7 separate regions of the Mus musculus genome follow, and all the other regions are linked to region 2. A link is a contact called in public HiChIP or PLAC-seq and promoter capture Hi-C data. All regions are on one chromosome and are shown on one strand. The core of a region is the stretch at or near the end of the contact, and the rest is flanking DNA. Distances in the headings are between cores, read along the strand shown. Region 1 holds the start of Cyld (CYLD lysine 63 deubiquitinase). Region 2 holds the start of N4bp1 (NEDD4 binding protein 1). Region 3 holds the start of Fbxw9 (F-box and WD-40 domain protein 9). Region 4 holds the start of Hook2 (hook microtubule tethering protein 2). Region 5 holds the start of Snx20 (sorting nexin 20). Region 6 holds the start of Wdr83 (WD repeat domain containing 83). Region 7 holds the start of Trir (telomerase RNA component interacting RNase).

Evidence for each region. Promoter capture Hi-C pulls out the DNA fragments that hold promoters and counts their contacts. HiChIP or PLAC-seq counts read pairs in DNA pulled down with a chosen protein or histone mark.
Region 1: a contact with region 2 is called in a promoter capture Hi-C map of hematopoietic stem and progenitor cells, with 2.1 times the contacts expected there. The contact joins the promoter of Cyld here to the promoter of N4bp1 in region 2. A contact is called at or near these places in 3 of 39 promoter capture datasets (erythroid cells, hematopoietic stem and progenitor cells and liver) and 1 of 484 Hi-C or Micro-C datasets (B cells).
Region 3: a contact with region 2 is called in a promoter capture Hi-C map of pre-B cells, with 5 times the contacts expected there. The contact joins the promoter of Fbxw9 here to the promoter of N4bp1 in region 2. A contact is called at or near these places in 2 of 39 promoter capture datasets (embryonic stem cells and pre-B cells) and 2 of 115 datasets of contacts at active chromatin or transcription factors (both in embryonic stem cells).
Region 4: a contact with region 2 is called in a promoter capture Hi-C map of neutrophils, with 4 times the contacts expected there. The contact joins the promoter of Hook2 here to the promoter of N4bp1 in region 2. A contact is called at or near these places in 5 of 39 promoter capture datasets (the C10 cell line, the HPC-7 cell line, embryonic stem cells and 2 more), 1 of 484 Hi-C or Micro-C datasets (the C2C12 cell line) and 2 of 115 datasets of contacts at active chromatin or transcription factors (bone marrow-derived dendritic cells and embryonic stem cells).
Region 5: an H3K27ac HiChIP or PLAC-seq map of bone marrow-derived dendritic cells shows a contact between it and region 2, with 7 times the contacts expected there. The contact joins the promoter of Snx20 here to the promoter of N4bp1 in region 2. A contact is called at or near these places in 1 of 39 promoter capture datasets (liver) and 1 of 115 datasets of contacts at active chromatin or transcription factors (bone marrow-derived dendritic cells).
Region 6: a contact with region 2 is called in a promoter capture Hi-C map of neutrophils, with 4 times the contacts expected there. The contact joins the promoter of Wdr83 here to the promoter of N4bp1 in region 2. A contact is called at or near these places in 9 of 39 promoter capture datasets (the 3T3-L1 cell line, 3T3-L1-derived adipocytes, embryonic stem cells and 5 more), 2 of 115 datasets of contacts at active chromatin or transcription factors (embryonic stem cells and large pre-B cells) and 1 of 9 other capture datasets (adipose tissue).
Region 7: a contact with region 2 is called in a promoter capture Hi-C map of pre-B cells. The contact joins the promoter of Trir here to the promoter of N4bp1 in region 2. A contact is called at or near these places in 5 of 39 promoter capture datasets (the C10 cell line, the HPC-7 cell line, embryonic stem cells and 2 more) and 3 of 115 datasets of contacts at active chromatin or transcription factors (astrocytes, large pre-B cells and microglia).

Annotation. Positions count from the first base shown.
Region 1 is chr8:88,695,671-88,698,608 of GRCm38.p6, reverse strand. It overlaps Cyld (CYLD lysine 63 deubiquitinase), which reads right to left and starts at 1,581. Exons shown (of 17, transcript NM_173369.3): 1 at 1,510-1,581.
Region 2 is chr8:86,883,700-86,886,622 of GRCm38.p6, reverse strand. N4bp1 (NEDD4 binding protein 1) reads left to right here and starts at 1,365. Exons shown (of 7, transcript NM_030563.2): 1 at 1,365-1,801. The coding sequence starts at 1,604.
Region 3 is chr8:85,058,760-85,061,778 of GRCm38.p6, reverse strand. It overlaps Fbxw9 (F-box and WD-40 domain protein 9), which reads right to left and starts at 1,660. Exons shown (of 10, transcript NM_026791.2): 1 at 1,243-1,660. The coding sequence starts at 1,651. It overlaps A230103J11Rik (RIKEN cDNA A230103J11 gene), which reads left to right and starts at 1,319. Exons shown (of 4, transcript NR_110582.1): 1 at 1,319-1,372.
Region 4 is chr8:84,989,280-84,992,424 of GRCm38.p6, reverse strand. It overlaps Hook2 (hook microtubule tethering protein 2), which reads right to left and starts at 1,802. Exons shown (of 21, transcript NM_001372357.1): 1 at 1,673-1,802; 2 at 1,121-1,206; 3 at 976-1,048. The coding sequence starts at 1,717.
Region 5 is chr8:88,634,838-88,637,905 of GRCm38.p6, reverse strand. It overlaps Snx20 (sorting nexin 20), which reads left to right and starts at 1,778. Exons shown (of 4, transcript NM_027840.3): 1 at 1,778-1,920.
Region 6 is chr8:85,079,360-85,082,190 of GRCm38.p6, reverse strand. Wdr83 (WD repeat domain containing 83) reads left to right here and starts at 1,445. Exons shown (of 9, transcript NM_026399.2): 1 at 1,445-1,678; 2 at 1,758-1,878; 3 at 1,966-2,071; 4 at 2,354-2,402; 5 at 2,484-2,610. The coding sequence starts at 1,576. Wdr83os (WD repeat domain 83 opposite strand) reads right to left here and starts at 1,228. Exons shown (of 4, transcript NM_001001493.2): 1 at 1,128-1,228; 2 at 913-1,018; 3 at 317-414; 4 at 1-245. The coding sequence starts at 1,177. The coding sequence ends at 179.
Region 7 is chr8:85,025,538-85,028,531 of GRCm38.p6, reverse strand. It overlaps Trir (telomerase RNA component interacting RNase), which reads right to left and starts at 1,699. Exons shown (of 3, transcript NM_026760.3): 1 at 1,298-1,699. The coding sequence starts at 1,633.

The DNA of each region.
Region 1 (2,938 bases), core at 332-2,831, 1.8 Mb before region 2:
ATGAAACCAGGTTGTTTGGAGCTTCATTTGAAACTAAAAATGTAAGATGACAGTATAAACACCAGGAGCAAAACACTAAGTATAGATTGATGGGCAGGATAATTACTGCTCTTTCTTCATGTATTAAAGACTTCCTTAAATCACTTAACCACAGTTTAGGTATCTTCTGTTTAATATGTCATTTTTACATAACAAGTTCCTGGTCTTATCAGCTCATCTCAAAAGTTTCCAGTCCAAACAAGGCTTTTTTTTTTTTTTTTAAAGAATACCTTAAAATTTTGCAGCAGAACATTAGAGAATGTTCTGGGTACTGTCAACATTCAAATTACATGAACTTCACTAAGAATTTCCAGCAAATCACTTTCCTTCAATACTGTTCTAGTGCAAATCCACCCACTACCCAGCGGGGAGCAGCAGGCTAAATTCTTGGGGCCATTCAACCTACTTGAGGTATGAGGGGGTGTGCAAGAGACTGATGTTTGAATGCACGCCCTCTTGATGCCTGCATTCTTCTCTGGAGCCAATGATTACAAAAATGAGCAATCTTATTAGGAATCCCTGATTAGCCCCAACACAGACACACACAGACACACACACACACACACACACACACACCACAGCAAGGTATGAATGAATGCTCCTCTAAGGAGACAACTTTCCAGGGAAAATCAAAAAGAGGAAGGTGGCGGGGATAGTGGGGGTTGGGAGATTGCAAGGCTTGGTGGCTAGAGGATGACAAACCCCTAAAACATGCAAATGCCAAGGGGTGGAATAGAAAAAGATGCCAAGGACATGAATAACCTGGCAGCTGACCCAGATGAACTCAGTTCCAGACCATGATCATTCGCGACTTGGCGGTCTCCTCCAAGGCTGACCATAATAATAAAAGGAAAAACAAGGTACCTGTCTCAACAGGATGCACCTTCCAACTACACAACTGTGCAAAACCATCCTCTCTCCTCCCCCCTCCCTCCAGACCAGAGAAACTGAAAGAAAAAGCAGAACACGCCATTAGCGAGGCCAGACTGCTCTTCCGGGAGCGGAGCCACCAACACCCCACAAAACAGCACAGACGTGAGGTACCATAACCCGAGATTCTCCCTGCCTCCTGCAGCCGTTGGGAGCCAGGCAGGGTCCCGGCCTCAGTTTCCCCATCTGTCCACGACGGCGGGCCAGAGAGAAAGACGGAGTCCTGCACTGCTCCTACCCAAGCCCTGTGGTGCAGGAGTCCCGCGAGTCGGGAGCCCTCGGGCAGGCTGGAGGTGACAACCGCGGTTGACGTCAGAAGCTCGTCGGCCCGGGGCAGCTAACGGGCGGGCGCTGAGGCCCGACGGTCGCCTCCGCGCTTCAGGGCGCCTGAGGCAGAGCAGGAACACTGGGGACCTAGCGTCAGCCGCGCGGCCGCGCACACTCACCCGCCTCGGCCGCCGCTCAGCGCCGCAGCCCCGGGCTTCAGAACCAGCGTCCCGGGCCGGCCGGGCGCCCCACACCCACCACCCCAGTATTTACCTCAGGCGCGCGGGCCCCCGCGCAGCCGAACCTGCTACCTGGGCCCGCCCCCACCTGCCCCGCCTCCGAACTGCCCGCGGGGAGGGAGGAGCGGAGGCGGAGAGGGTAGATGCCGCGCTAGCCAATCGTATTCAGAGATCCGACCCTGCGTGCGCTCTGATTGGGTTTTCTTGTAACAGACCTTCCTCCAATGGCTGCTGGCAGGGTGCTGGCTGAAGGGACTTTCCGCTCGGTCAAGCTCGGTGGAGGCAAAGGGAAAGCGAAGGGGCGGGGCAGAGGAGAAAGGGTGGGGGCGAGGAGCGATGGCTGATTGGGCGAAAGGCCGCCAGTGTCATGTCACCATTGGCTGAAACCACGCCTGGGCGGGGCGCTGTGCTCTTAGCTCCACCCTCCTTGCGCGGGTCTTGTCTCTTGGCTTAGCTGTCAAAACTAGGGTGGGAAGCGATCCAGAGAAGAACTGAGAATAATTTTCAGAATTCCATTGAAAGAACAAAGCTTAGAATTACACCTAGAGTCAATGTTTTCTTTCTCAGTTTGTCAACATGTAACACGGGGAACTCCCAACCATCCTAAGCCTCAATTTCCTCGTCTGTAGAACGGAGGTGTTAGTACCACCTGTTTTACCGGATTATTGTGAAATGCTATATAGTATCTCCTAACAGTAGACTCTGTACAAACTGAAGCTCTTTCTGTCCTCAGATGGCGTCTGGGACACCTGCTGTTTTTTTAAACTTCTGTGGCCATCCTCTCCAAGGGTGGAGAGAGTCTCCTAAGGATAAAGAAAGGCTTTCCACCCTCTACCTTACCCGGGACTGCATCCCTGGCCACCAGCCAGAATTAAGGGTATAATGAAGGATCTTTCAATTAGACGGAAGGATTCTGACTCCCAAAAGTGTTCAAAATATTTAAAGAAACTCTTTTTATAATCAGCCCCAGAGCCTGGCAGCACATGACTTGCTTCACTGGATAGTTCTCTTAATTAATTCCTTCTCCTTTGACATTTTAACTACTAATTATGGGAGAAGGTGATTAATACTGAGAAGGAGGGGTGTGTGTGTGTGTGTGTGTGTGTGTGTGTGTGTGTGTGTGTGTGTGTGTGTTTAATCATGACACAAATTTCCCCAGTGAAGACTACCATGTTTCTGAAAATCCAAACAATGAAAACCACTAACACAGAAGCAGACAGACACATGGGTGATTGCTAACAGTATTAACTCACAACTCCTCTCCCTGCTGAAATCAACCATGATGAAATTGGTATCTTCTGAAAACTGAAGCCTCAACTCTTTCCTGTCTTTCACTGGTATACATATATCCTGTTCCCAATTTCCCAAGCTCTAGCCACATGATATAAATCAATAGTGACACACAGTGGCCTTAGACAACAACATTCCCCTATAGATCTGGATTCTCCCATGACACTGGCATG
Region 2 (2,923 bases), core at 116-2,615:
TTTATCTTTCACAATTTGTTTTTAAGGATTCAAGAAAACTTATGTCAGGCTGGAGAGATAGTTTGGTGGTTTATAAAGCATTGACTGCTCTTCCAGAGGTCCTGAGTTCAACTCCCAGCAACCACACGGTGGCTCACAACCATCTGTAGTGGGATTCAATGCCCTCTTCTGGTGTGTCCAAAGACAGCTACAGTGTACTCATATACATAAAGTGAATAAATAATTAAAAAGAAGAAGAAAGCTTACATCTGGGAAGCATTGGAATCAAGTGATGCCTTTGACTTAACAGAAACACAGGCCAGAAGAAGGGTTTGGTTTATTTGCCCTAGTCCCACAGTATGATCCCTATTATTTTTGCCCCTCACATAACACACATAACTCTACTGAAATTGCCTTTCCCCTTTCCTGTATGCCAGAGGTACAGTAAAGAAACTGCTCACTTGGCCACGCCATTAGAAGAAGGTATTTGGTTTTTTGTTTGATTGACTCTGGTCTCAACTATCTAAGTGCTACCACAATTTTAGGCTTATGACACCATGCCCAACTTTTTAAAAAATAGATTTATTTTAGAGTTATGCATATACTTGTGTGGAATGTATGGGCATAAGTGTGTGATGGTAAGCACCTCTCTCTCTAAGCAGAGGCCAGAGGGGCCTTTGGGTGATCTCCTCTACAATGTCATCTACTCCTTTAAGATTGAGTTTCTCCCTGGATCTGTGGCTCCCCTTTTGCCTTTTGTTAGCTAAGCTGCAAGCCAGCAAGCCCTCAGGTCTCAGCTGGAGCTGGGGTTGAAGATCTGTTCTCTTTCCTGGAGTGATGATAGCCAAATCAAACTCCCAGTCCTTATGATACCCAATAAGCACTCCACCGAAACAGCTCTTGTTTGGTTTTTGAGACAAGGTTTCACTTTATAGCTCAAACTGGTTTGGAATTATGTAGCTCAGGCTTGCCTTCAGCAAATGACTATCTGCCTACCTCATTCTCCCACCCCAGTGGGATGACAGTAATTGACACTAGACCAGCAATTTGGCCTTTTAATTCTTTACTGGTTGTCCCATTTTCTTTTCCTGTTACGATTTTTCTTTTTTTTCTGAAGTAAGTAAAAAGGGGAAAGGAAGGAAGTAAAAAGAAGGAAAAGAATCACCATTTGCCTATCAATGTAAAATCCTTCTACTAGATGCCCAAAGGCATCAGGCCCTTATCAAATATGGCCGCCCAGGCCTCGCCTGCCGACGCTTGCCCACGGTCAACATGGTGACAGCGTGTGGCGTCGACTTCCGTTGCCCTCAGCCTACCAACGCACCCTTCGCGACGGGGCGGCGAGTTTCCACAACGGCGGCGGGCTGAGCGCATGCGTGGCGGCTGTGGCGGCGGCGGCGGCGGCCGTGGCGGGGCAGCGGGGCAGCGGGGCAGCGGGGTGGCGGGGAGTCTCTGCCCGCAGTTGCTAAGCTGCGGCGGCCGTGTCGTGATGGTGTAGCGGGGCCTGCGGGCGGGCGAGGAGGCCGGCACGGCCCACGCCTCCTGAGCGGCTCGGTGCAGCGGCGGCACGCTGAGGGGGCGTCGCCGCCGCTGGCCCCCGGCGCCCCGGGAGGCCGCGCCCGCCATGGCGGCCCGGGTGGTGCTGGATGAGTTCACGGCGCCCGCGGAGAAGGCGGCGCTGCTGGAGCGGAGCCGCGGGCGCATCGAGGCTCTGTTCGGGGTGGGCTTGGCCGTGCTCGGCGCCCTCGGGGCGGAGGAGCCGCTGCCCGCGCGTATCTGGCTGCAACTCCGCGGCGCGCAGGAGGCGGTGCACAGCGCCAAGGTGAGTCCGGCCTGGCTCGCACGGGCCGCGCGCGGGGCGCTCGGAGCGGGTCCGTCCTGGGAGCCTCGGGGTCCCTGTTTGTAAAGGGCGCTGCGAAAGCATCTCCCTGACTGGTCCCTCGCGAAGTGCGCAGAACGCAGAGCCATCAGGCCCCGGAGCACGCGCGCTGAGCGGGCTCGCGCTCCCTCCGTCCGCTGGTCCCTTGGATGTGCGCAAGGCTCGATGCTCCTGGTTGGTCTTCACCCTCCAGGCCGCCACTCCAGGGCTTCTAAACCCTTTGGGAATCTTAGGCCTGAACCTCTAGGAAATCAGGAAGGGAACGCATGTAATGACCAGACGCTTCAGAGGTAGAATATTTGGTAGCTGCGTTAAAAATATTATTCCTGTAGTGTTGGTGTTCTACGATTAAATGATGGTTGTTACACTTCTGACATTCCGCCGAGTACCACAAAAGGAATACGCAGGCTTTAAAAATCCGGCGAATACGTTTTGATAGGGCTTGTTCCTTCTATTAAATGAACAACTGGAGAAACTGAAACTAAGCGGTGACTCACCTTGTGTATAATCAGTATTTCAGATTCAGCACCGCCATCAGCCCCTCCCCCTTGTCAGAAAACAGCAAAATTTGACCGCGGAGGCGCTTATGCCTCTAAAATCTCATTGAGTCAGTGAAATAGCCAGGTTAGTCGACAGGTTGCCAGGAGAACGGGCAATTTAATTGCTTCTATGCAAGAGAGTCCTCCAAGCCGTGGGTGGGAGAAGGCTGAAGGTGTATTGTATAGCATCTTAAGCTCCCGGGGAGGAGTAGGAAGTTGAGGAATAAGGTATTGTTTCCTCTTTGGTGTTTCGAGGGTCAGATCTGGGAACTTAGGAGAATGCCCCTCTCTGCCCCTCTTGGTTTGAAGTCACCAATGTCTTAAAGCCCCCTGTTTGGAGCTTCCTGAACATCTTCTACCCACCTTTTCCCAAACTCTTCCACCTATCAGGCACCAGAATTTGTTTCTAGAAACCACATGGGCGATGTTTTGTTTTTGTTTTTTTAAAGATTTATTTATTTATGTATGTGAGTACACTGTAGCTGTCTTCAGACACACCAGATGAAGTTGTCAGATGCCTTTATAG
Region 3 (3,019 bases), core at 411-2,910, 1.8 Mb after region 2:
CAGAACTAAGAATATTTACCCCAGCTCTAAGAAACCGAGACTAACATTTTTACAGGCTTCATTCTCAAACCCTAGCCCAGGTGACAGTAATTTCTCTCTCAATTCTCCCCAGGGGCCTCAAGATTAACCAACTCTTCTGGGTTTAGATCCAGGGACACAGTGGTTAAAACTTCTAACTACCCAAGCAGTGGTGGCGCACGCCTTTAGTCCCAGCACTTGGGAGGCAGAGACAGGCGGAGTTCTGAGTTTGAGGCCAGCCTGGTCTACAGAGTGAGTTCCAGGACAGCCAGGGCTACACAGAGAAACCCTGTCTCAAAAAACAAAAAATTAAAAATTAAAAAAAAATCCTTCTAACTATAAACCAGGAAGCCACATCAAGACACAGAAGCCAAGGGGTGGGAAATATGGCTCGGCAGTAGAGAACTTACCTAAGTTATCCCTAGTCGCTCTTCCTGCCCCCTCCCAAGTCAGAATCTAAACCTCAGGTCAGCCATTCAATGGTCTGGAGGAGGTCCAAGCACCTGTTTTATCAAAGCTGTTTGTAAATCTGACTCGGGGTTGGAGGGCAACTCCCTAATGCAGAAGAATCAAACTCTTCCAGATTAGAGGAATCAAGAGCCTGAGAACCTAGCAATATCAGAACCAGGAACATGTCCGAGACATGCTGAGGATGGGACACGTCATAAAGCATTTACCTAGCATAGCCAAAGCCCTGAGTTCTGTCCTTAAAAGCAACAGCAAAAACTCAAAATCATCGATTTCAAGTTGTCTCTTCCTCCAGAAACCAATGACCTCAAGGGCAGAAGGAACAACACAGCTCTGCAAAGATGACAAGGCTAGCCCAAACACTTGTAAGGCTAAGGAGCTACATGAGAACCTGCCCCAAAATAATAAAATAAAATAGAAAAGGTGACAGGCTAGACCTAGAACTGAAAGATTACTGGTATTAATGATCCCAATCGGGAGTCTAGAAATTCAGAACCTCTTAACGAATCCTGGATCAACACTCCATGGGTCAAAGGCTTTGTTATGCTAGTTGCTGCTTGTGCCTCAAGTTGTTTCCAAAGCTTGGGAATTCTTGGGCTAGGGCCTTTGTGCTAACAAAGCGCAAACCCGGAAATCTTTGGATTTTAAGTTTAGAAATCCCAGGTCCAGAGCACTTCCTGAGGAAACCAAGTGGCCTTGTGGTCGACAAGGATTAGGCAGCACCCCAAAATTCCTGTCTCCCAAGGATGTGCATACCTTCCACCACTGGGTAGGGTGCGCGTACGCGGCGCTGAGCGCGTAGCCTCCAGGTGACACGATCACGCACGAGGTCGTGCAACGCTTGGCACACGCACGGCAGGACTTGAAGCACGACTCGCGCATCCAGGTAGGCACAGATCTCCAGCAGCAGCTCCGGGGGAAGGCTCAAGAGGCCCGGTAGGCGCACGGCCGGGACTTTGGAGGCGGCCTTTCGCTCCGGCACGCCTAGGGACGCGGAGAACATGGACTGCAGTGACGAGCGCCGCGGGGTCAGGCCAAGCTTGGGAGGGGTAAGCACACGGGCTACGTAGGCCTCAGCTTGAGTGTCAGGGTCGGGATCTGGCTCGGGGTCAGATTCCTCCTCACAAGAGCGAGGATCCCCACTCCGCCCTGAGGAAAGATCCATGGCGCCCGGGTGGGCGCGGCTGTACAGGTTTAGCCAGAGCCGCGTCTTGTTTCCTAGGCAGCGCGAGATCACTTCCGGCGCCCATTAGATGACGTCAGAGACTAACACCTGCCAGATATTGCTTGGAAATCAGACGTCTAGTCCTGTGCGGGTGTGAATGGTTTTTTTTTTTTTTTTTTTTTTTTGGTTTTTCGAGACAGGGTTTCTCTGTATAGCCCTGGCTGTCCTGGAATTCACTTTGTAGGCCAGGCTGGCCTCGAACTCAGAAATCCACCTGCCTCTGCCTCCCGAGTGCTGGGATTAAAGGCGTGCACCACCACGCCCGGCGTTTATCTTTTATTTCTACTCCTTTTTTTTTTTTTTTTTTAAGGCAGGGTTTCTCTGTATAGCCCTGGCTGTCTTGGAACTCACTTTGTAGACCAGGCTGGCCTCGAACTCAGAAATCCACCTGCCTCTGCCTCCCGAGTACTGGGATTAAAGGCATGTGCCACCACCACCCAGCTAAATAATTCTTAAAAAAAAAAAATGGTCACTGGGTCCTCAACCCGGGCAGTGGGCACGCCTTTAATCCGGCTTCTACTCTTATATTTGGAATCCCCTGAAGCTAGGTTTACAGGTCGGCAATCACCTCTTGTGGATGCTAGAAACCCAATTTTCATCTTCTCCAAGACCAACTGCTTTGTTTTAGACAAGTAATCCAGGATGGCCTCTAATTCGGTGGGTGACCTGCCTCTGCTCTCTCTGTTGAAATGAAAGGCACCTATCTCGCTCACTTAAAGTGCTCTTAAGCCATGGGCCATCGACCGTTTCAGCCCTGGAGTTTATGCTTTGTACGCATTTGGAGGCCTGAGGTTGAGATGGTTGGAGGCCTTCTTCAATCTCCATCTTAGTTTATTGTCCTAAATTTTGTGTGTGCTCCCGTGCACCACAGGTCACATGTATCAGAGCAACTCTGTGGAGTCACTTCTCCATCACCTTTACATAGGTTCTGGAATCAAATTAAGGTAAACAGGCAGCAAACATCTTTATGTGCTGAGCCAACTCTCACAGCAGGCATCTTATATCTTGAAACAGCTATTGACTAATGACTTTTAGCTAGACTGGCTGGCCAGCCAGTGAGCCTCAGGAAGCCTTCTGTCTCTGTTCACCAGGAGTTGCTCTCCTGTGCCCAACACTGATGTGGGCAATCCTAATTTAGGTCTTCAACTTTGCATGGCTTCAACAGTTAAGCTCCACGCCTAAGTTTATTTTGGGGTCAAATGACCATTGTCTAGGAACTCTGATTCAATTTCAAATAGGTCAGGCAAAACTGTGGGCAATAAATGGTTAAGGACTAAAGGTAGTAGGCCAGGATAATTTCACATAGAC
Region 4 (3,145 bases), core at 553-3,052, 1.9 Mb after region 2:
AAAAAAACAAAATAAGCACCTACCCACCTCCCATCGCTATCATGACCCTCCTTTTACTGTCTTCATAGGTTTATATGAATTTGTTTTCTTGTTTTTTTAAGATTTATTTTATCTTTTAACCATGTGTGTATGTGTGTATGTGTGTGTGTGTGTGTGTGAGAGAGAGTGTGTGTGTGAAAGTATGTGTGTATGTGTGTGTGAGAGAGAGACAGACAGAGAAAGAAAGAGAATATGAGGATGCCTGCAGAGGCTACAAGTGTCACATCCCCTAGAGCAGTTGCAGGTGGTTGAGAGCTGTTTGATGTCTGTGCGTCCTCTCTGGAGAAGCAGTAAGTTCCTCTGGAAGAACAGTATCCATTTTTAACCACCAAGCCATTCTTCCAGCCCAGTTTTGTTTCTTGAAGCAGTGTGTCATGTGGCTCAGAATGAGTTCTAACTTACTGTGTAGCCACCCAAGATAACCTTGATGTCCTGATCCTCTGGCTTGCTAAGTACTGGGACTCCATGTGTGCCACATGGTCTGGCTACCCCTGCCCATCCCCCCTCCCACCCCCCACCCAGCATACCCTGCTACTTGGGATTGAACTCAGGACCTTGTGTAGGGTGAGCAAATTCTCTTTTGCCAACTATATCCCTGGCCTTTTAAAGGTTTTGAGACGGGATGATGGATGGTTTACCACCCTCCTGTATTAACACACCACCATAGCTGGGATTACAAGCATTTGCCAGCACACCTCTTGGAAGTTAACATGTGTTGTGTGTGTGCTTTTGCCCACATCATAAGAATGGTGGCAAGTTTTTTTGTCCTATTGTGGGTGCTCAATATAAACAAAAATAGCTTGCTGATCACCAGACATCTGGCTCTCTTCCTGACAAGACTGCCTGTCCATCGCACAGGACATGTATCTAGCTTTCCCTTTGCCTTCACCTCCTTAAGTCCTCTAGTTATTCCCTAGTCATGAGTCCACCTGTCACCTTCAACCTCCAGCTGGGGCTTGAGTCCTCTGAGATGCCCTGGAGCCATTCGTTGTTGAACCAGGAAGGGTCTCTAGGGGCAGAAAGATGGGATGAGCAGGCTGGGGAGCCCTTCAGGATCCTCCCACTCAGCCGCCACACTCACATCTGATTCAGCACATGGGCTATGGCGAGTCCGCTGCTCAGGTCCTGGGGACTGGCACAGGGGGGTGAAACTTGGAACGTCTGCAACTAAAGGGGGAAGACGGAAGGGCAACAGGAAAATTGAGGACCTGGAATTGCAGACTTTTTCCCCAGCCATCAGACATTTCACGGGGTTAGAAAGGCATTAGCCTGTAGCACCAACATATCACATCTTCGGGGGCGTGACTTCTACACGCCTAGGCAAGGACGGGGCGTGGCTTCATTTTACCTATCCTGGCAAACCCTGCAAACCTAGGTCAGGGCGTTACCACCAGTCACCTGGTCCCCACTGCTAACATGTGACCAGGCCTGTGCCCTCCAGAGGGGCGTGGCCTCACCTGGTCTTTTCGCTCAGGCCTGCCCACGTGACAGACGCAGGTGGTCAGGTCAGAGTCCAACGGCCCAGCAAGCCTACGATCTATTCCTCCTTCCAGGTCCAAAACCGAGGAAAGAAGACCAAGACAGGACGAGAGGAGAGGGCGCACACCTGACCCAGCCCCGCCCCCCGACCTACCCAGGTGAGCAGAGACCCGCATAGCTCGGCCTTGTCCACACTCATGGCTCCGGATCGAATTCGATCCGGGCCAAGGAGCCCCGGCACGCAGCAGCAGCCTCCGGGTCCGCCACCAGCGAGCGCCCGAAGCCCAGACCTCCCGCTCGGCCTAGAGCGCCGCCCCGCTCCACCCCGCCCCCTAGCCATAGGCTCCGCCCCAGACACGTGATCTCCCATTGCAAACACTTGCCTCGCCATCTTAGATGCGGGACATAGGCAAGTGCACATTCTGCCGCTAGGTGTCAGTCTGGCTCAGTCCTGCTGCTGGTGACCTCCACTCCTCGCGGCTTCTCTTTATGTAGTGGAGTGGTCCTCAAGATCCTTTTAAGGCGGATCTACCGCACCCAGTTTCACAGGCACTTTAATGGTTCCCCCCCAAAGCTGAAAGAAATCCTCCGGTTTAGCCGCGTTATGATCTGAGCCTTTCTTAATGTGGGCGCAGAGAATAATTATAAATCCTGTAGTCGTGGAGTGAGAGGATCTTAAAAGCGTCTTCCCCAGAGAAGTGATTCTGGCTGGAGTCCTTCTGAAAACTCGGGTATGGTTGGGAGCAGGAAGGGTCAAGTATGTCCTGAGTAAAGGACATAGCACTTGCCCAGCCCGGGGTCTCTTTCCTGCGAGCTACTCTGCTCCTTCCCGGCCCCGGGTGCTTTGAGCACCTTCCTGCCCTAAAAAACACTCGACCTGGCCAAAGCTGCGGGTGATCTGAAGCCCACCAGGGGGCGCGCAGAACGTAGGAACGCATCCTTCTGGGAAAAGGGTGCGTCCACCGGTTGAGCCGGTTTAGGGGAGCGCAGAGAGCTTAGAATTTTTTGACAATAAAGTCTCAAGACATCATTTGTGGAGTGCTTACTGTTTTCAGACTTTACAATAAGCTATATATCTACAGACAATTGAATGTTTTCCACGACCCTAGGAGACAAGGGCTACTTTAATTCCCAGGTTTTGTTTCTTAATTTTAGAAACTGTATTATTTAATTTTTTTATTTAATTTTTTTTTAATCCGCCGCTTTGCAAATGAGTAAACAGCGGCTACAAAGTACACGGGCTTTGACGCCAGGGGTAAAGCCCAGACCACGCCCTTTGACCCCTGGGTCCACTAGTAGCCCCTCCCCTCTCTGGCGGGTGGGGTAATGTGCTGTAATTAGAGGCTATTAAATGTGCCCAGAGGGAGGAGTGGAGCCGGCTCTGCTTTGGGGCGGGTTCAGTTCGGAGGGGGATAATGTTCTGCTTCCATCCAGGCAATGAGCCGGGATCCAGTCCAGCGACCCTGTCCTGGTTGGGTGAGCCCAGCGACATCAGCCACCCGCCCTCTATCTTACTAGAGTTGTTAATCTACTACAGACACTCGGTTGCAACCCACTCAAACTCTCAGCTGCACACACCAGAGAGCCTTGGAGGCTGATTCACACTTCCACAGACCCTCACGCCTTG
Region 5 (3,068 bases), core at 529-3,028, 1.8 Mb before region 2:
TTCAGAGAAAAGCCAGCACCCAGCAGATGACAAAGTCTCCTGGTCACACTGGCCCAGTTGTGTTCCTCCAACAAAATCTGGGCACACCTCCATGTCAGGTGGTTTCCAAAAACTGGGCCCCTGCCCCAAAAGAGGAAGCAGTGACTGTCACACTATTCCCCTGTGGCTGCTAACTGCTGTGATGAGCTCACAGGGTTTGGAGAAGAATGTAGAGCCTGCTGTGGCATCTCACAGATTTCAAGCCTGGGCAGAGACAGGGCAAGGAGCTGGAAAGATGCACGGTAGGAAGAGGAGGGGCAGAGGCACACACCTCTCTGCAACCTCTTGTCTCTTTACCACACTAGGCCCTCTGCCAGGCAACACGAGGCAGAGGCAAATGAGATCCGGCCCTTGCAGCTGGGACTGGCTAGCCAGAGGCACGCCATGCACAGTAGTTCTCTCAAGCTCTTGCCAAAACCAAATTCTTATGGATATGTGTGTTCTTGGTATGATAGTGATGGTGGTGCAGAGAGGCAGGATGTTGTACAGAGTCCTGAGCAGAAAGGCAAACGATGAGGATTTTAGTATGCCCTCAGTTGCCAGCCTCACACGCTCAGCATGACACCATTAAGTGTTCTGTACACCTTGACTCATCATAAGCTTCCTGAGGGCCTGTGGGGTTGAAGCAGATGCAAATGAGGGCGAAACCTCTGTGACAGTGAAAAGCAAGATTGATTTAGTTGAGCATGGTAGACAGCATCTATTCATCACAAGATCCTTTCAGTGCAAATGTGAGCCTCGGGAGGAAAAAGAGATTAAGAAGCACATGTACCCAAAGGAACCCTCTCGGCCTATCTTCAGCCATTAACGCAATTCGATAAAAGACAAAGAAGGCAATGGACTCCAACGGAGAAGAGATGGGTGGGAAATAAGCCTGTAAAATGTCTACCATAATTATCCTTTGTGGGACCCAGTGTTGTAAGCTATGAGGTGACACCCCTGCCCACACTGTAGAATGGCTTCAAGAAGTATTAGCCATGCCAAGGGTAGAGAAGGTACAGCCTGGCTCATTCACAGCCAGGGGAGTGCAAGATGTCCACCTGGGCCGTACCCTAGCCTATCCCATGACCTTTCTGTGTCAGGCACTGGCTCCGCATCCCACCAGCTCCATGCACCAAACCTCAGTTCTCCAGCTTGTCAACAGAACACGAAGGGCCCCATTATGCCTAGCTCATAGCTAGGATAATAACTATTAAAAGAATGTATCCCCAAATCCTCATGTTAGACTGAGATCCCTAACATAATGGGTTTGGGAGGTAGGGTCTTCTGAGAGTTGACTGTCATAAGGACAGTCTTCATAAAGGGATTTATGCTGTAACTGTGAAACTGGGGTGCATAAGGTAAGCTTTCTCTTGTCTGTCCACCTCCTACCATGGCATGTCACATGCGGCAGGACAGCCCTCACAGACACTACCAGTGTGCTCTTGCATGTTCCGGATCCAGAGCTATAAACTAAATAAACTTTCGTGTGTGTGATTTTTTTTCCTTCAGTTTATCGTCTTCTGTCATTGCCACAGAAAAGGACTAAAACAAAGGACTTTGAAATGAATTCTCCAAATGCCAGCTATCGTTCGGGTGTCTAATACGTATCAAGCTGCTTAAAGCTGCTGTGAAGTTAAACTGTCCTCCTGTTGGTGGCCTTGACCCACGTGGCCTGTATGATGTACTGCAGATATTTGTCTAGGAGGTTCAATGTACATCTTTCAGCAACCAATAAGCTGGGGCCCCTGAAGGAGATCACTCAGCCCATTTCCTGTTTTCAAAAGGAGAACTCAGGATTGCGGCAGACATTCAGCCATCTAGTTGGACCTTGCAAAAAGAGATCGGACTGGGGCATGTGACTCTCCTGGACCCCGAACCCACAAAGCCTGAAGATCCCAGGTCAGTCAGTGTTTGACCCCAAGCGTAGCTGGCTTCTGCGCCCTGAGACCCAGTGATGTCCTTGAGAGGCCCTCTAGGAACTCCCTGGGTACTGGTTAGGAGGGACCAAGGGTGGTGAGAGTATGGGCTGTCCTTAGAAACTGGGGCCAAACCCACCTCCAACCTCTAAGCCTGACTCCTTTTGCAATGCCAGGCACTGGTCCTGTTCCTGGGAACAAGTCCAGGCTTGTATTTCTCAAAGGGTGGACCCTGTAGCCGAGTAAGAATCCGGAGCCCACCCCAGCTCTGTCTGGGTGTTGTGGGGTAGGCAGCCTGCTTGCCTTAGAGCTCCTAACACTTCCTCTCCCCAGTCCCAGTGGGGATTCTGATGTGCACACCCAACTGAGAGCGCTTCCAGCGGCAAGCTCCACAGAGAAGCACCCAGGGGTCCCATGGTGCTCAGGGCAGGTGGAGCCTTGGCTGGCCCTTCAATGGAGACCTGAGGAGGCTGCCCTACAAAGAAAGGAGACTTAAACTCAAACTCCCGCAGCCAGGGCTGCCGCTCCCTGTCCTTCCTTTCCTTCCTTCCTCCTCCTCTTTGAATGGGTGCCTCTCAGTTCTTCTGTCTTATGGGCAAGGGCTTTTACTATATTCTACCAGATTTTCATTAGCCACCCCCCACAACCTTCCCCCTGCCCCCGAGAAAGGTGGCCTCGGCTCTACAAGTGGCCCTGTGTATGAAGGAGGAGGACTGAAGAGGGCAGGGCCCCTTGAAGTGGGGAACAAGAGCCAAGGCTCCCGGAAAATGAAGATTGTCATGCACAGAAGATAGTAAGGGGTGGAGGGGTGGGAGCCTGCGACTCTGCTCTGTCCTCTGGGCCAAGTCCAGTCCCAACATCTGCAGTGCTTTGTTCTGATGGCTAGAAATCTTTCCCACTGAGGGTGTGGAGTGATAAGGCAGCCCTCAGAACCCTCTGTCCCCAAGGAGCTTAGCAGCTGGGCGTAGTGGCGCAGGCCTTTGATCCCAGCACTTGGGAGGCAGAGGCAGGCAGATTTCTGAGTTCGAGGCCAGCCTGGTCTACAGAGTGAGTTCCAGGACAGCCAGGGCTATACAGAGAAACTCTGTCTCAAAAAACTAAAAAAACAAAAAACCAAGGAGCTTAGCAAAA
Region 6 (2,831 bases), core at 196-2,695, 1.8 Mb after region 2:
TTTGTCAAAGCAGAAGCAGGGCCCCAAAGAAAGAGCCAACTTCCTTCCATTCAGCTGGGAGCCCAGAGACCACACTCAGGAAAGTTTAGGACAGCAGCTGAGGGAGGGCGGAGGCAGCCAAAGGCTAGGCCAGAGAGAAGGTGGGCCTGAGTCCAGGATCCAACCCTCCTAGGTGGCATCACCAGGGAGGCGTCATGGGCTGAGGATTCTGCAGATAGGACATCACCACGGCGGAGATAGAGAGCCTGAGATGGAAAAGAGCTGTCAGTGCTGGGGAGCACGCATGGGACCCCATCCCCTTATTCAGCATCCTCACATGAAGCTACTCATCATCTGCTTAGTGTCCTCCGAGCTCCGCGAGTTGGCAAAGCTGATAAAGGAGCAGTAGACAGCAACCCAAGCACACCACTTCAGCTGAAGAAAGGTGGGTGAGAAGACCGGGTCAGTGACAAGTATACCAAGGAGCTCCCACCACCAAGGTCCTCAGATATCAGGTTCTACCTGCAGCTCGGACCTTGTTCCCGGGGAAGCACCTCAACACCAACCCTCAGAGCCTACTCGAAGCAGCAGGCTTCTGATGCCAATGTGTGTCCTGCACCTCTCACCCTACCGCATCCTCTCAGACTGCTCTAACATTCCCACATGCTAAGGACCCTCCCGGCCTCTTTTCCACAAGTCGTCTGTAACTTGCCTAAGTTAGGCTCCACCCTCAGACCCCGCTAGGCAGTGTACAAGTCAAGTGCAAGCCCAACTTCCCCTACGTTTGGGGCGTCACCCTAGCTCCACCCCTAGCTGACCTCACCCCCTTCCCCACCTCTAGCACAGCCAGAGGACCCGCCTCTTTCTGAACCCACCCCAGACCTCAGTTTCAGGCGGACCAACAGACACTCAGGGAGGTTCATCCCCACCCACCTTAAGCATGAGGCCACACATGCTGAAGATCATGCCAAGAAGATTCATGTAGTCCGGAGTCGGGTCGTCTAAAGCCGGGTTGCACTCACTCGGGGGAGGCTTATACCTGCGACATGTTCAAGGATCAGGAGCGATCAAGTCCCACCTGGGCCACCTTAGCCATGACCCACGGCCACAACCAAAGACGCCTTGCCATGACTTGCTGGACTGCTCACCTCAGCACTTTGTTGGGCCTTCGTGGGTCGGACATATTGTTAGTGGACATAGCAAACTGAAGACCACGCCGTCCTTCTTTCACAGCTAGAAGAGCAACTTCCGGGCGTGGGAATGAAGGATGGCTTTTAGAGTAACACCAGTAGCCAGCGCTTCTGTTCCCAATAGCAGTGAGAGGGACGACTCTCAGCCAGAAAAAGGAGAATGAGAAAAGGCCAAAACAGTTCCTGGAAAGTAGGAAGTCTAGGGAAAAAAAACTGAAAGGACTTTTCAGTATCCCCAAAACTGTCATTAACGCGCTGAAATTTTGCACGGAAGTGCAAAGCAGGAAATAAATCCTGGGGGACAATAATAATGTTACACTCGAGCAAGTCTCTTTGAAAGCTTGGGAGGACGGTGGTCTCAATACATCAGCAGTAAAGCAGGCAGCGGACTGATGCATTTAAAAGTATGGCTTTTCCCGAGCCAAAGCCGCGGGCACCGGAGCTGCCGCAGAAACGGATGAAGACGCTGGACTGCAGCCAGGGCGCGGTGCGAGCCGTGCGATTTAATGGTAAGCGCCTTCGCCTTCCTCCCGGGCGTCCCTCCACCCGAGACCGGCGGTCCCGTAACCCCTGCCCTTTGTTCCCCAGTGGACGGCAACTACTGCCTGACGTGCGGCAGCGATAAAACCCTAAAGCTGTGGAACCCGCTGCGTGGGACGCTGCTGCGGACCTACAGTGGCCACGGCTACGAAGTGCTAGATGCGGCTGGGTGAGCTCCGGGCTAGGCTGGAATAAGGAGCGCAGAGGCTAGCTAGGGTCGTGAGTGGATATTGACCTTCTTTTCCCTGTCCTCCAGCTCCTTTGATAACAGCCATCTCTGTTCTGGTGGCGGGGACAAGACGGTGGTGCTGTGGGATGTAGCAACTGGGCAGGTCGTGCGCAAATTTCGGGGCCACGCTGGAGTGAGTACAAGCGAGAAGACCCTCGTTAACGTGTGCATTGTGGAGATCCATATTAGCCCGTAGGTGGTACGAGGAAGATCCTTCCATCACAGTCTTCCCCCATTGTGCCCATCTAGTATACCGTGACAGCCACCAAGCACTGTCTTCCTTCCAGTTTCCCTAGAACCTTTCACCTTCCCTACCTATAACATGTGCCCTTGCTTTAACATGCACTGAGAGCCTTGCCTTAATCCCAATCCTCCAAAGCCTCACTCCTCTAAATTGGTAATTCCTGATTCTCAGAAGGTGAACACCGTTCAGTTTAATGAAGAGGCTACAGTCATCCTGTCTGGTGAGTCTAGGTCTGGACAGCTAGAAACTGCCCGCTGCCCAGAGACCCAAACCTGACCTCATCTTCACATTGACCTTACAGGTTCTATCGATTCCAGTGTCCGATGTTGGGATTGTCGTTCTCGGAAGCCTGAGCCGGTGCAAACACTAGATGAAGCTAGAGACGGCATATCCAGTGTAAAGGTGTCAGACCATGAGATCTTGGCAGGGTGAGTGAGTCCAGGGCCACACTCCTTGCCCTGGTGCCACTGGAGGTCATAGTGGCCATGGTTTGGTCTTTTGAGTCAGGGTCTTTTGTAATCCAAGGCGGTCTTTAATTCCTAATCCTCTTGCCTCTACCTCCCAAGTGCTGAGTATCAGAATGAGCCGTGAAGGGCATGGTGGCAGAGGCCTTGGATCTCCAAGTAGTCAGGGCTATGTAGGGAAACCC
Region 7 (2,994 bases), core at 450-2,949, 1.9 Mb after region 2:
ACACACACACACACACACACACACACACACACACACACACACACTGTGTTGTTTTTAGAAACAATGTAACCTTTGTTCAGACTCTGCAATCCTCCTGCCTCAAGCACCACAGTGCTAGGATTCCATGTATGTGCCACTTTGGAGGCTCACACACACCCCCTTTTAAGACCTAAACAAACTTAAGCCTTACCCCAAACCACAGAACTGGATCCAAGATTTGACCCACAGTCTGTTATTCTCAAACCAACATTTCTTCCTCCCCACTACAAGGTCTCAACATCAGAGACAAAGCAAGCTCAAAACTAACAGAGTATATGTCCAACTTATTTAACCCGAGGCTCCTCAACATGACACTTGACATTTTCAGCTAGATCATTCTTTGTTATCCCTTGCGTTATAGGATACAGAAGAGCATCCCTGCTATCTACCTATAGATGTCACTAGCATCTCCTCTTAAGAGTTTGACAACCAAAATGTCTACAGACTTTACCAAATACATGAGGATGAAGAGACTTGCTCCCAGTAGAGAACCACTGGTCTTGTTCTTTAAGAGTCTGTTCTGACTTTCCTAGGACCACTTCATGAAATACATCAAAATCTCAATTATTAGAACTACAGAAAATCAGGATAGGCCACCCACACTCCAAACAAACAACGTTCTTTTCTGTCAAAGACACCACCAATAAATACTCAGCACAAGATAAGGTGCTAAATAAATGGACATTAGTTAAATAATAAAGAAAGGAATCGATTGATCTTGCTAAGGCCACAAAGTCGGTGATTTGCTTTTTGTTATTGGTTGGTTGGTTTTGTTTAGTTGGGACAAGGTCTCACTTTTTCGAATTCTCCTCTTCTTGCATCCGGAGTGCTTGTAATACAAGGCGTGTACCACCACGCCCGGCTACGGTCCGTGGTCCGAGTCGAGTCTAACGATTACAGCAGACTCGGGATTTAAATGTGTCTCCTCTTTTTCCCCCACATTATATGTGGGCCTCACTATTCAAAGTCTGGGTACAAATCAAACGGGAATCCTAGCATCTAGGGCCCCCTAACCCCAGAGCGCTGCTTCCAATGCAATTTCCCGGTTCTCAGGTCCCACGAATGAGATCTAAGGATTCCCATTCCCGCCCAGAAACACCTCTGGTCCGGAATCCAGGCTCGAGATTCTCAGCAAGCGACCGGGACCGTCCAGGCAGCCGGGCGGAGGACTGCCTTGGACCATGACGCCCCTTCCCGGGCCCGACTCCCCCAGCCAACGCGGGCCCCGGCGCCCGCCCCCACCCCCGCGGCTCCTTACGAAGCTGAGCGTGGGGCCTGGGCCGCCCTTCCTCTTCGGATTCCCTGGGCCCGCCGCGGCGGAGGCCGGTGGATCGGGTCGCTGCGGGCCCGGGGGTGGCTCCTCCTGCCGCTGCCGCTGCTCCTCCTCCATCTTCCGCTTGAACAGCTCCAGGAAGCTGCCATCGTTGGCAAACAAGTTCACACCGCTGGACACCGGACTCGAGCCCGACACCTCGTCGTCCCCACTCTCGGGTGACGTTCCCGGTCCCGACTCAGCCCATCGGCTCCTGCCGCTGCCCGCCGGGCCGGGCGCCTCCCGACCCGGAGGCTCCGCCCGTCTCCCTCGGGCAGCCATTTTGTGGCCAGATGCCGTGCAAAGGACGTCGGGAAAGGCTCTCAGACCGCGCGCTTGGCGCGGGACTGGCTTCGTCTGGAGCAATGCATGCTGGGAAGAGAGGTCGGAACCCAGAAGCCAACGCAGAGTGGGCGGAGCTTAGGTGGGGCCAAAGGGTTCTGACCTGGCCACCAGGCGATGGAGCCCAGAAGCCGGTCCCTTTCCTTCTGGTCCTCGGTTCCCTAATCCTGCTAGATACGAGTTAGCTAAGCAGCCAGAAGCTCCCCGAGAATGGGACCATCGTTTGGGACCCAGGCCCCCTGTAAGGGCTAAGAGAACAATCCCAGGCAGCCACCAGAACTCTGTAACTGAACGGATCTTGTTTGGAGCCTGTGTTTTCAATTGTCCCTTGGGAACTTGTGTGGCCCCTAACTAGGTCTACAAAGCATATCTAACTTGATACCTCCTATTAGAATGGAAGCATCTCCAGGTTTGACATCTGTCTCTGAAGTTAATCTCTTAGCTTGAAATAAAAATACCGCTGGCAGCGGGGCGTGGTGGCGCACGCCTTTAATCCCAGCACTCAGGAGGCAGAGGCAGGCGGATTTCTGAGTTCGAGGCCAGCCTGGTCTACAAAGTGAGTTCCAGGACAGCCAGGGCTACACAAAGAAACCCTGTCTCGAAAAACCAAAAAGAAAGAAAGAAAGAAAGAAAACCGCTGGCTGCGTGCAGCTAGACACTGCCTGAGATTAGTATTTAAAGAGGCTGGAGCACTAAAATGAAGCCGAACGTATTTCCAGGCTGAGAACCTAAGACTTAATGTTTTGAGCTGCGTACTGCATGAAGGGACTAAGGACCCTTGTATTCTTTCCCAAGGACAGGGACTCGATTAAAATTGCATTTGCTGAACTTGGAGCACACCCAGAGAGAAAGCAGAGTGCCAAGCGCAATAAGAGTTTCAGAAATTAAAGTTCTTTCTACAAGGACGACTTGTTGCAGGAATCATTCCTGCCCAACATGGGAGTTCCGGGAACACAGGGGGAAAGTCTGCATACTCTGCAGCAAATGGAGTCTTTTAATCGACCCTCAGCCAAATAACCAGTTCGTTCGTAATTGGTTTGCGACAGAAACCATGTGGCTCACAACCAACTGGGTAACTGGAGGACCGGAAGAGATGTTGAGGTCCAACACAGAAAGTAAGGGGGAAATGATAATCAGGAAACTGAGCCTATGGAATCAAGAGCTACCTCTGCTCTAACTTCACGCAAAAAGCTTGGCCAGGATGTTTGCCTGGTTGCTAAGGAGAGGTTGACGCCTGCAGGGACTTGAGCGTGACTAGTGGAAGTAAGACAAGATTCATCCAATGAAAAGAGTGCCGCAAG